Regions from separate parts of the Ovis aries genome. Here region 2 is linked to region 1. A link is a contact called in public Hi-C data. All regions are on one chromosome and are shown on one strand. The core of a region is the stretch at or near the end of the contact, and the rest is flanking DNA. Distances in the headings are between cores, read along the strand shown. Region 1 has its middle 77 kb from the start of TOB1. Region 2 holds the start of TOB1 (transducer of ERBB2, 1).

Region 1 (6,579 bases), core at 628-3,127:
ACCAGGCAATCTGTTCTCTTCACCTGGAGCTGAGTGAAGACTGTTCCCCATCCTCCCCTCCTGCAAATATTGGGGGCTGGGATGGGGTGGGGGGAAGATGTAAAGAAGCAAAAGGGCTGCTGGAGAGTGCTGGAGAGAGGTGCTGGGAGGGGTCGCTGCTGCCCTTGGCATTGGGCCCAGCAGAGGAGTGGAAGGGAGCAGAAGTTCCTAGAACATGAGCCCAATGCCAGCTGTTGCCGTGTTCTCATCTGCCTGTGGGAAAATGAGAAAAATAAGGACAATATAATGAGGTTTTCATAAAGATTTTCATCAGTCTGAAGGACTGTCCTCTTACCTGAGTTGTGTATTTTCCTGTGTGTATGTGTGTGTCTTAAAGGACTTTTCCTTTGACATTTCCTTTTAAAGTCCTTAACTCAGCAAAATGAAAAACTGGTGACCAGATCAGATCCTAAATTGTTGTTTTGGAAATATTACTGACCTGAGAAATCTGAAGACTGGGAACCACTGAGCTAGCTCTTAGTTCTTGGTGGGACCAGACATAGAAGTTGTTTTTTAATTGAGGGATAATATCTGAACAGCTGGAAAAACTCAGGGGGAAAAGGGAACGGGTGGGGTTCCTGCCCAGATTCAGCCCCACAGCCCAGGCATCCCCAGGAAACTTGAGCAAAAGGAGTATTTGAGTAACTGTACAGGGAATTCTGAGAAAGGCCTCAGGGCCAGTTCTCTATGCCACACACCCTCAGCCTCTTCTGTGATCCAGAGACAGGTGCAAATATTCCCTTAAACTTCACCCCTGCCTTCCCCAGCCCTCTCAAGGCTGGTTCCAAAATAGCCCAGGCCCTGGAGGAGACGTCATGGGTTAGGCTGGCTGCCTGCCCCTCAGAGAGGGCACGTTGGTAATGCCAAGGCCAAATATAGAGGGACACAGGACACCAGAGGGGGCTTGGGGCTTGAGGAACCATGTCAGCTTCAAGATGCCTACCCTACCCCCTCCTCTTCTGAGCCCCGAGCCCCAGAGCAGCTGGGAGGCAGTGCCTCCTGGCCTGGCCATGGCCCTGGAACATGTCTTAACAAGTCCTGATTAGAGCTGGAGGCGGGCTAAGGGGGTGCAGGGCCTGGGCTGGGTGTGAGCATGGGGACACCGCCTCCATCTGGGGGTCTCTCAGTGGTTTTATAGGCGTCACTTCCCACAAGTTGCACTGAGATCAGGAGGCTCAGGAGACAGGGGAATTAGGTGCCTCCCAGGCAGAAGCACTCTTGCCTTCCTTTCTTCCCAGCTTCTGAAGGAGACCAAGGCCATAAACCTGGGGGTTGGAGGCAAAGAAGAGTACAGGTAACCATGCCAAACCCCAATAAACCACTGGTTCAATCGGACTGCATATAATTAGTCCTGATCGCCAAGGTTGCCTCCACCCTTCACTCCCAGGAATTAAAAGTCAAAGGGCAGAGCTGCTGACGCAAATGTCAGGGGAGACAGGCACTTTGGATCAGCTGGGATCCTGTTCCCTGGGCTCTGCCGCTCTGGCGCCTTGGACATGGCGTCTTCCGGGCCAGGCTCCAAGAGCCCGGTGTCCATACAGGGAAGGGGGTCCACTGCCTCCCCCTCTTCCCGGTTCTAAGATGAACTGTATCTGGTTGGAGGTTAATCAGAAATTTCTGTGACATGGCATTGCCAATGCCTGGGGAATTGGGGAGAAGCAGCAGCTCAGTATCTTGTGAGCCCCTCTCCTTCCCACACCTAAAAAGGAGGAAGAGAACTCTGCCCTCCCTTCCAGGGGGCTGGCTCCCTAAAACCCGATGTCTGCCCCCCAAGGTTGCCCCTATAGCAGGCAAGCCCTGGGCAACTGCACTGTGGTCTGTGCACCAGTGGTGACCCCCAGTGGCCAGCGTGGGACTTGGGTTACTGCAGAGCTGACGCTGAGCTCAGCCCGGAGCAGTGGCTGGGGAGCTCCAGGGTGTGCAAGGTTTAGGGATTTGATTTTGGCAAGAGGGCTGTTGGCATTTTGAAGTATTTTTGGATGTGCTGATTTTTCCTGATTGAACTGTGGCTGGATCTTGGCCTAGAAGGTCCTACTGTTGGCAAATCAGCTCCAACATGTCTAAGAATGTGCTCATCTGCTAGCCCTGAACCTGTTCCTCCTCCTGACTTCCCTGTTTCTATTAAAAGCATCATCACCCTCCCAGTCCTTCAGGCTCTGAACCTCAAACCTCCGAGTCATCTTCCACGGCTCCCCACACTGGGCTGGGTACCTGGTCCTGCCCCTCCTTGCTCTGCAGGTCACTCTAACAACCCTCTCCCTGGTACTTATGGCCACTGCCCCAATGAGTGGGCCTCTCACCTGAGCAACCACCATTCTCAACATGCCTCTGGGCCAGACCTGGGTACATGACTGGTCCTCCACTTACTCGCTGTGTGACCTTGAGCAAGTTACTTATCTTCTCTGAGCTCAGCTTCCTCAGTTGTAAAATGAGGATAATAATTACAGTTTCCACCTCAAAGAGCATTGCAGAAATTAAATGACAGAATATACATAAAGAATCTGTCACATAGGAAATGCTCAATGCATGTGAATTATGAGAGATCATCCATCCAGTCCAATTTCTCCAGGGTAAACAAGTAAACTGAGGTCAGAGGCTGAAATGAGAGCTGATGTCTGCAATTGAGTTCTAGGCGTCTTCACAGCTTGCTACAGTGCAGGCTGAGTAGAAGTTCCTGAAGTCTTGAAGTTCTTCCATTGCACCCATCACCATGTTCTAAACCCAGAACCAAAGGCCACCTTCTGAGTTCACCTTCTTTAGGGGCAGGTATTCCTGGTAAGTGTTGAGGTCATGCAGCCACAGCAAATATTCTCTGGGATGAGACAACTACAGGTCACGTCCAGTGGCTGAGTAAGGCTGGTCGGGTTGGCCTGGCCTAGCTGCCTCCCTGGGGCCGCTAGGCACACAGCAGAGGTCCAAGGAGGGCAAGCTCTTCCTCTTGCAACCCTGCCCTCACATCCCTCTCCCAACTCATGCTCACCCCACCTCTAGTCCCCAGCGACCTTGGTTTGGGGGTCAGAGGGAGGGGGCAAGCTAATTCAGCTGGCTTCCCATTAAGGCACAAATGAGCACCTGAAGTCCACAACCTCATTGAAATGAAAGGTGAGAGCCTTGTTCTGGGAAGTTTTAAAAGGGACTTTTCTGCACAAAGCAGCAGCTGTAAGAAAAGCAGATGATCCAGGTTCAAACATAGGCCTATCCTAGGGCCCCTGGACACTTACTGTCTAAGACAGTGGCTCTGGAACAGGGATAGTTTTGTTCCCAGGGACATCTGGCAATGCCCGGAGACAGTTTTGGTTGTTATAACTTGGGAGGGGGCGTGTGCATCTTCTCCTGGCATTTAGTGGGTAGAGGCCAAGGATTGCTACTAAATATCCCACGATGCACAGAACGACCACACGACAGAGAATTCTTCAACCCAGAGTCACCAGTGCCCAGGTTGATAGAAGCCCTGGACAAAGAGCCTTTGTCCAAAGAGGGGAACCCTTGCCTCAGAGCTGTCCTAAATATTGAGGGAAGCAATGCATTTGAAGATCCCAGGACTGGGCCTAGTTCATGCATGTTGCAAGGAACCTTTCTCTGCTGAGGCCTTTTCCTGGTCTGGGATATACCTGACGGTGGGCGGAGGTAGAGTGGGCACATATTCTGTCCCTCACATGAGATCTTTCTGGACAGTCTGGTGCTCACCTGCAAACCCTTTCAACAAGGAAAACGCAGGCTCCGGCAGAAGCCTACTGTCTCAGCAGGTGAGTTCTGTGGGAAATGGGCACTCGCCATTCCGCTTGTGGGCTCGTGAGGTCTCCCTATGACCCACCGACCTACCCCTTTCACTTGAGACTGTGAGACAAAGAGTGGGGAGAGGATAGGAGGCAAAAAATCCCCAAAGAAAACCCCACGTCCTCCAAGCTGTCCTCAGACCTAGTAGATAGCCCAGGAGGAAGACGTGTTTAGAAGAAGCCCTGCACAAAGGCTGGTGTGAAGCCAAGCCAAGGATTGAGCAGGCCCTCCCTGCCACTCACCTCAGTTGGCACCAGGCTCTCCTTCAGCCTCAGCAGCTGTGGGGTCGTGTCTTCTCTACAAAAATCCGTCCCAAGTAAGCGATTACTTTCTCCTCTGGGATGGGACTGATGAACCCAGATCAGAATCCCCATAGCCTGGTCTCTGAGCTCTGTTTTGCTGGTCTACCCAGCAAGTATTAATGTAATAGATTATTGGACTATGGCCTTGACAGAAGACAGGAAGGGTCAGGCCGGCTGATAGAGACGAGACCCTGAGAACCTTTCTAACATTGCTCATTTGTGTGGTCTGGGGACCTGGGGGATTAAAATCACACCCTCTCTCTGCATCTCAGTTTAAGGCACTGTTCAGTGGGGACACCGCCACCTTCCAAACCTCACTGATGCCGTGAGACAAGACATGGGTGGGTTTCTGAGTCTGGAAACCCAGACTCCAGGACACACTCAGACATACAGCTGTTCTCAAAAAGGAAGCACCTGCCATGGGAGAAGGGCAAGGCACCAAGAGCTGGGGAAAGAGACCACCCAAGGACTTGAGACTCACTGAGTACCATTGAAAGGGCCTAATAAAAGGATCTGTTCTGAATCTTCAGGTTGGAGCTGCCTCCCACCACCGGGATCCCTTTTCTGGGGAAATACTGGTTGGTTTTTTTTGGCCTCGCAGTGTGGCTTGTGGGTTCACCCTCGGGCCCAAGACAATGAAAGCATGGAGTCCTTACCGCTGGACTGCCAGGGAATTCCCTTTGGGGAACATTTATGGGCTTCCTGTCCAAGGAATCATCCCATCATAAAAGCTCTGGGCCCAGACTGCTCACCAAAAGTTCCTTCCAAGGACCCTCAACCATCTGGCTGTTCCAACTCCCAGCTTTCTTGTCACTTTTTAACACCACAAACTTTCTGACATCCTCCCCTAGCTTTCCCCTTCCTCAACTGGCTTTTATCTTGCACACTCCCAGACAGTGGGATCTGTCTGGGAGCACAGGTGGCTGGGCAAGGGTGGACAGGCTCCGAGTACCCTGTTGTCACAGGGTCTGTCTCTCTGACCCCGGAGTAATAGTGGTGGTGAGCGACAGGAAGCTGTGTAGGGGGCCTCTCCCACCCATCATAGCCACCTGCGGGCCCTGGAGCAGCCCTGACCCCTCTCAGGCATTGAACTCCCCAGGTATGAGAGTGGCAAAAATCCCTGTTCCCTAGGTCTGTGCCTGTGCCCCAGTTCCCATCTCGCCTGTGTGTGTGTGTGTGTGTGTGTGTGTGTATTCCCTAGGTCTCTGTGCCCTGTTCCCATCTCGTGTGTGTGTGTGTATGTGTGTGTGTGTGTATTCCCTAGGTCTGTGTCTGTGCCCCTGTTCCCATCTCGCCTGTGTGTGTGTGTGTATTCCCTAGGTCTCTGTGCCCTGTTCCCATCTCACGTGTGTGTGTGTCTGTGTATATTTCCTAGGTCTGTGTCTGTGCCCGTTCCCATCTCGCCTGTGTGTGTGTGTGTGTGTGTGTGTGTATTCCCTAGGTCTGTGCCCCTGTTCCCATCTCACCTGTGTGTGTGTGTGTATTCCCTAGGTCTGTGTCTGTGCCCCTGTTCCCATCTCGCCTGTGTGTGTGTGTGTGTGTGTGTGTGTGTGTGTGTTTGTATATTTTGACTGGTCTACAGCACTTAAAGGCCAAGGGGGAGGCACTCCCTGTGAATTCCTGTTCATTCCCTGCCCCAGGGCTGGCTGGCCTTATCTCCCTCCTCACCTGCCTCATCTGCAGGAGAGGAGACTGGAGGGTGCGCTTGGAGATTTATTCCAGTCACAGATTCTCTCCCTCTAATCCTTACCCCCTCCCCTTCTCCCTTTTCAGCAGTGGTTATAAAATCCAGGAAATAAATGTGGATTGATGGCCTATAAAGGGCTTAGTTAGTGCCCTGACCTACTGAATTATGTAACTCCTATTTATTATCGGCCTTGGATGAAGTTTCTATTGAAGCAACTCACTAAGCTGATTCCATGACATTTCTTTTAACCTCATTCAGAGGTGGCAGTAGCAGAAATTCCTTTGCAGCTTCAAAGAACAGAATTGGTGGTGTGGACACTTTCAAAAATCCCCTTCTTTAATCCTTTGGGTCAATGTTTCTCTCTTACCCATGGCAACCCCTGCTCACCTCAGCAGGGTTCCAGGCTCTAGACCACCGGCCTAGGTTACAGGCTGCCTTGGCTGGGGAGGCTCAGAAAGGGTGTCTTCCCTGTCCCTGGTGAATGAAAGGAGTGAGAACTCTGGGCTATGAGAGTCTAGAGGCAGTCTAGCTGAAAGAAAGAGTCAATCTCTGCTGCTGGATAACAGCCACTCTGGGCCTCTGCTTGCTTGTTAGATGACTCTTTGTGACCTTGTGGACTGTAGGCCACCAGGCTCCTCTGTCCATGGGATTCTCCAGGCAAGAACACTGGAGTGGTTGCCAATCCCTTCTCCAGGGGATCTTTCCAACCCAGGAATTGAACCCGGGTCTCCCTCACTGCAGACAGATCGTTTACTATCTGAGCCGCCAGGGAAG
Region 2 (6,603 bases), core at 143-2,642, 75 kb before region 1:
CATCAAGTATAACAAAAGAAACAACTAACTTCGAACTCTATTGACTATTCTGTTTAAAGGGTAGGGTTTCTGAGTTTTATTCTGATTTTCAAAACCAACTCCCTCTCTCACGATAAGAGAACAGCCGAAGAGGCATGTACGATAAGGTCGACCTTTAAACGTTTGCTGGATCAGCACTGGGTGGGGATAAGAAAAGATCAAGGGCAAACAAGGTATTTGCAAAAGGGATCTATCTGTACACTCAGGTTGATTTAAAAGGACATTTAAAAAAATCAAGTTGGTATTAACCCGTCTGTTTCATTTTCCATATTCTTGGTGATAAAGGGAAAAGAATCCCAGGCTGCCCCCAAACTACAAACACTTTCCAAGCTCGTGTGCTGGCAAAGGCAGCTGATTAAGCCAAATTGCGTGAAGGTGCAGTCGAGCGAAATTCAGGCTCGGTGAAAGGTAGTTTCAAAGCAACGCCTTAAAGACGGGAGCAAGAAGAATTACATAAACAGCCAGTTGGGTCTCATTAGATTTCTGCTCACAGCCTTCGGAGCCAAGCGCTACAGCAGCAGCAGCAAGAGGAGGAGGTGGTGGTGGAGGAAAGCCACGAGAAATGGAAAAGGGACCACTCGGGGCCGGGGGCTGGACACCCGGCGGGTCGCGGCGCCGGTCGCACCAGGTCAGCCGCTCCCCTCCCCCCCGCCGTAACCCGACCCGCCGCTCCCTGCCCCCCACTCCGAGGTTCCTGGGACCCAGCCAGAGTCCGGGGAGCACCAGCTCCTCGGCACCATTTTCAGGCCCGGCGGCCCCGCGGACTCCAGCATTCCCCTCGAGCTCGCCGCTGCTCCCGGGCGCCCCAACCCCCGATTCCCTTCAGCTCGCCCCGGACAGCCCTTCCCCGGTGACCTGGCCCTGCCGAGCCCGATTCGCCGGCCAGCCCCGCCTCCGGGGCGCGCCGGAGACCCTCGGAGCCGCCTCCGACCGGGTGTCGGGAGCCGGTCCCCACCGCGCCCGGGCCGCGACGCCGCCATCCCAAGCCCCGAGGGCCCGGGGCTCGAAGCCGCTGCAGCCCCTCCTCCTCTTAACCCCGCCCGCCGCCCCTAGATACTTACGGGCTGCTTCCACCACAGACCCGGCCGCTGGGCGGAGAAGGGGAGGCGGGGCGGGGGCAAGGAAGGGTCGGCGGCGACGAGCTGGCCGGGCAGACTGCACGCCGACGCCGCCGGGAGGAGGCTGCGGAGGACCGGGGCCTCAGGAATTCGCCCCTTCTGGCTCGGAGTGGCAAGGACGGGGTCAGGCGAGCCCGCTCACTTCTCCACACAGCCCGGTGCCCGGCCCAGGGTGCCCGGTCCAGTGTCCCCCTAGAGCGCCCACTCCGCGCCGGGCCAGAGCTTCACTCTTTCTGCTGCGGCGCGCGCCCCGCCTCTCGTTTTATATTCTCTTCCCCACCCCCATCCCCTCCCGTAGGGATGTGCGCGCGCGCCTCACGTCACACAGCTCCGGGTAGCGTCACCATTCCCCGCCCTCCCACCCGGTACCCTGGACCCAGGCCGCTGGCTCCGCCCCTGCCCTGCCTCCGGACGCCATTGGTCAAGTCCCGCCGGCCCAAGTCCTGACAGGCCGCGGAGGGCCGGGTGGGCAAGGCCACACCTCTTGGTCTCCAGGGTGGCCAATGAACCGATGATCTTCCAGACACTGTGGGCAGGATTAAGAGAAAATTTGGAAAGGGATTGGGGGAGAGACATGCCAGAGAGGACGACAGAAGTGGTTTGGGGCGGCCACCTCTGGGTCTAGGCGGAGAACTGTGGAGAAGGGGGGAGGGGAGCGAAGCTGGGGGCGTAGCAGCGAGGTGAACAGGGAGAAGAGCCCAAGACGCCGAGAGGGAGGGGAGAATGGACAAAGAATGTGGGATTGTGGCCAAGGAAAAGCCCACTCGTTGACGAGCTAACAAGTATCGGCCTCCAGTGCACACAGGAGAGTCCAGAAAAGGGGAACTATGAGAGGGACTCTTGTACTGATTGAATATTAATCACCTCAAGGGCCTAGGCCAACTGCCATTCACAGAGGGGCAACTGCAGAACCCAAAGTTGCCGTGCCAGGCTGGGGGTGGGGAAGGGAGACCGCCTGGCCACACCTCCCGCCTAGGTGACAGTTTAACTGCCTCCGCATCCCACATCAGACCTCCCCGTGCGACCCGGCAGCAACTCGGATGTGGGGGTGGCTTGCGACTAAGAAGAACCACATTTTATTCCGAATGTCCCAATCCAGGCCTCCATGCCAAATTGTGTACGTATATGTGTATATATACGCATGCGTGTATTTCTAGTGCCTACCTTAACGTAAATACACATAATAAACACGGTGCCGCCTTGTGTTTTGCGTTTAAGATAATTTTCAGTTGAAATCTGGGCGAGTACATAGGAACTGGGGAAAGAGAGGGCCTCAAAGGGGGCGGGCAAGCTCTCTTTTCACAACCTGCAGCAGAGAAATACGCGAAGTTACACTGGGAATGGAACCGAGAGTCCCTCTCCGGCTAAAAATATTACTCACGGGTAGCAACGACGCCTGATTGGCCACCCTTCTCCTTAGCAACCAGGCTATTGGCTGTCTGGTATCCAGGAGACCGACGTCAAATTTGCACAGGGAAAGGCGGAGAGAAAAGTCTACGCGGAGAGAAGGCTAGGAGAAAGAGAAGCAAGGAATGAAACGCCGGTCACCTGGCCTTCCCGTCGCCCCATTCCTGTGCACTTCAAGAAGTGCTTCCTGGGAAAACAACTGGGTCTCCGCCTTCCCCTCAAAACGGAGAGGCCGGCACTCTGAAACTACCACAAGGAAGTTAAATCGCAGTTCACCGAACAGTGGGGTGTTGGCTCAACCAGCTATGTAGACCAGCTGCGCTGTTCGGGGACAAACTCGCTTTATGGACGCAAAATCTCGTCGTGGCTTTTTTACCCTCCAACCTGACTTTATTGCCCCGCTCTGCTCACCTTTTAGAAGGAACAGAATTGAAAAGGGGTATTTCTAAAGCCTCAAAGTGTGGAAGAGGAGGAGGGAAGATGGGTTTGTGAAATAGGCTGCGGGTGGGAGTGGTCCGGTGACCGATTTCTTGTTTATTGTATGGATTTCTAAAACTTGGGCAACATTTTTTAAAAATAGTTTTACTCAAGTTCTAGTTTGGGTTTTTCAGTTGTTAACGAGGAAGAGATTTGGTTGTGACAGTATGAAAGCATTTTAAATTAAAACATCCCTTCCTCTCCATCAAAAAAATTTATATTATTCGTTCAGTGTTGTCTTCCTTTTGCTCACTTGTATTTTTTTCTATAGTGAATATTAATTCTATTTGTTTTTTAAATGTTATTTTAATTTTATATTTAATTGAGCACAGAAATTACAAGAATATAGGATATCTGGGAAACAGTTTATCCAGAGAAACAGTTGATTTTTCGTGTTCCCCAGAGCCTAATTTCCCTTACGTTAGACCAGTAATATTGTACCAAATATCCAGAATTGCAGGACTATGAATTAGCCATGTGTTTTGGTTTGTAATTTGGAAATACATCACTATATTAGAGGAGCATATTATGCTTGGCTGAGATTAATATATCTAACTAGAGATAGATGAATTATAATTTTATTCAAGTTATTTATACTTTTCAAGAATTCTCTAAAGGGGAGACACAGATTCTCTTTTCTGAATGCTCCAAATCTATAATCCCAGGTTTAAAATTTGAGAGCAGCCATCTGATAGGTATTAATTAAATATTACTAGTGGTAAATAGAATTTTTAAGTCAGAAATTTATATTTACAACATGTTATTGCCGCTCAAGGGTATGAGAATGTTTCAAACCAAACATAAATAAAAACACAAATAAATACCAATGGCACACAAGATAAAGTACTGAAGAGCAGATACTGGGAAATCTGAATTTCACCCATTTTTATCAACTTGTAGTTCTCTCATCTATACATATTTTTGGATTAACTAATCTCTTAACTCTTTCAATTAAAAAAATCCACATTTAAAACTCAGTGTCCCTAAAGTATTTAATGCAGTTCTTTTCCAAATATATATTGCAAATACAAAGAAAACCAGATTCATAGCCTTCCAATATTGCCAGTCACAAAGTATAAAATTCCCTTTTTTCAAGTTTTGCCCTTTAAAGGATCCTACATACAGATTATTGCTATTTAACACTTACTTTGGAATTGTGTAGGGGAGTAGACTGCTAAATAGGTATTTAAATTTACGGAGAAAAAAGGAATTTGATATTATTAAACTTCAGGTGATATCACAACCAACAGATATTCCTCTCTCTGGGCAAGTGATAGTGACTGAAAATCACAGCCCTTCCCTTTCGCATCACTGCATTCCACACAACTCCTGGAGCAATGCCTTACAATAAAGTGATTGTTTGGCAAATTCCAAGGAATTCCCTGGTGGTCTAGTGGTTAGGACTTGGTGCTTTCACTACCAGGCCTGGGTTCAATCCCTTCTGGGGGATCTAAGATTCAGCAAGGCCCCTGGTGCAGCTTAAAAAAAAAAGCGAGAGACAGACAGACAAAGTTCCAATGGTTCTTGAAAGTGCTCTGAATTATTATCTCATTCACACATATAAACACACATACACACACCTCACCTGATTTCTGAGAGAGATGTGTCCTAAACTTTCTAATTCTCATTGTGCTTTCCTGCAAACTGAGACAAGATTATGGACAAATCACCATCACGTGATCTGTATTTACTAAGGCTCATTTCTGAGTCTAGGGAATCAACTTTTATGTTTTCTTGAAAATTAGGCAATATGCAAATGTAACAGTGTTCATATCATTATGGTTATTCATTTCTTTTAGACAGTCATGCAACATAGACCATAGCATGCACATTTAAAAAAATTGTTAATAAGGAACAATATTAAGCTAATCATTGTGTTATTAAAAGCCAGGTATACCAGTTCTTTCCTGAACATTTCCCAAAGGAAGGTATGGGAACCTCGGTGTGGTTTCCTATGATTTCTCATATGGATTAGTAGAGGAGGGCCATACTTTCTCCAAGAGATGGGAACACACACGTTTATAATTATAACTAGATAACATTGAACAAACCCATTTATCTTTGGAACAGGCAACTTGGTCTGATAGGATCTTGATGAACAAAAACCCAAATAAAAGTTTGAAATTTCTTTTTATTAGCCAAGAATGAGGATTTTGATCTTAGCAAGAGATTATAGTTGCAAATTCTAGGAGTGACACAGTGTTCACAACATTTCTAAGTAAAAAGCACATTTGTTTAGTCTCCATAAGCCAATGTTATTACTTTATGAATTATAGATTTCATCCATGGCACACTAAGTTAAGGAAAATTGAAAATATTATAATAATATATAAATTTAAAGCATAGATTGCATCTACTGTTATGCAGTGCTGCTTAAAATAGAAATATATACATAATTCTATTTTATGAAATAGATAACATGACCCTGCAATTCTGGATATATATATATATATATCTCTGGAGAAGGGAAAGGCTACCCACTCCAGTATTCTTGCCTGGAGAATCCCCATGGACAGAGGAGCTTGGCAGACTTCAGTCCATGGGGTCCCAAAGAGTCAGACACTACTGAGTGACTAAGCACAGCACACACACACACACACACACACACACACCACACACACACACACACACACACCACACACCGCACACATACACACACACACACAGTGGTAGCAGACATTGTTGCTATGTAACCCGTTTCCCATGCCCTCTCCCCTTCTTCCTCTTGTCTGTCTGACTGAAGAGGCTATTAGAGCTAAATATGTTATCTTCCCAGCCTTCACTGCAGTAAGAGTGACACTGTTCTGCCAATGAGACATAAACCGGCATCACCTGGGAAAACTTAATCAGGAATCATTTGGAGAGGGATAGTCTAATAGAACTTTCTCCAGTGGTGCATGTGTACCTGCTAGGTCACTTCAGTCTTGTCTGACTCTTTGTGTTGCTCTGAACCATAGCCCACCAGGCTCCCCCATCCATGGGGTTCTCCAGGCAAGAATACTGGAGTAGGTTGCCATCCCCTCCTCCAGAGGATCTTCCCGACTCAGGGATTGAATCCATGTCTCTTACGTCTCCTGCCCTGGCAGAGGGTGTGTGTGTGTGTGTGTGTGTTTTAATCACTAGCACCACCTGGGAAGCCTTCTCCAATGATGGAAAGATGCTGTATCTGTGCTGTGCACTATGGTAGCCCCTATTCCCATGAAGCTGTTGAGCAATTGAAATGTGTTCAGTGTGACTGAGGAGATGAAGCTTTTATTTTATTTAGTTTTAATTAAACGTAAATATAAATAACCACATGTGACCAGTAGCTTCCGAATTGGACAGTATGGATCTGGAGGCTTCTTCACTTACATGTCTAGCGTTTGGGCTGGGATGACCCAAAGCCTAGGCTCAGTTGGCACTGTTGATTCGAGCATGTACACATGGCCTCTGAATTCTCCCTGTAGCTTGGGCTTCTCACAGCCTGGCAGCCGGTTGTGAGAAAAAGTATCCTAAGAGAGAGTTTCTGGACAATGAACATTCTAAGAGAGCCTGTTGGAAGCTGCAAGGCCTTTTATCAACC

The links. Hi-C and Micro-C count contacts between places; a contact is called where the count stands out from the background.
Region 2: a contact with region 1 is called in a Hi-C map of hypothalamus, with 4 times the contacts expected there. The contact joins the promoter of TOB1 here to the enhancer-like site in region 1. A contact is called at or near these places in 11 of 16 Hi-C or Micro-C datasets (blood, hypothalamus, liver and 5 more).

The regions. Positions count from the first base shown.
Region 1 is chr11:35,544,114-35,550,692 of ARS-UI_Ramb_v3.0, reverse strand. No RefSeq gene overlaps it. Among named protein-coding and RNA genes, the nearest start is that of TOB1, 77 kb to the left of the region's middle. Within about 2 kb of position 1,877, at least 26 of the 54 cell types and tissues checked have an H3K27ac peak or open chromatin away from gene starts, as enhancers often do. A contact at or near this core is called in hypothalamus, liver and muscle, where this site is marked.
Region 2 is chr11:35,618,831-35,625,433 of ARS-UI_Ramb_v3.0, reverse strand. It overlaps TOB1 (transducer of ERBB2, 1), which reads right to left and starts at 1,392. Exons shown (of 2, transcript XM_015098694.4): 1 at 1,101-1,392.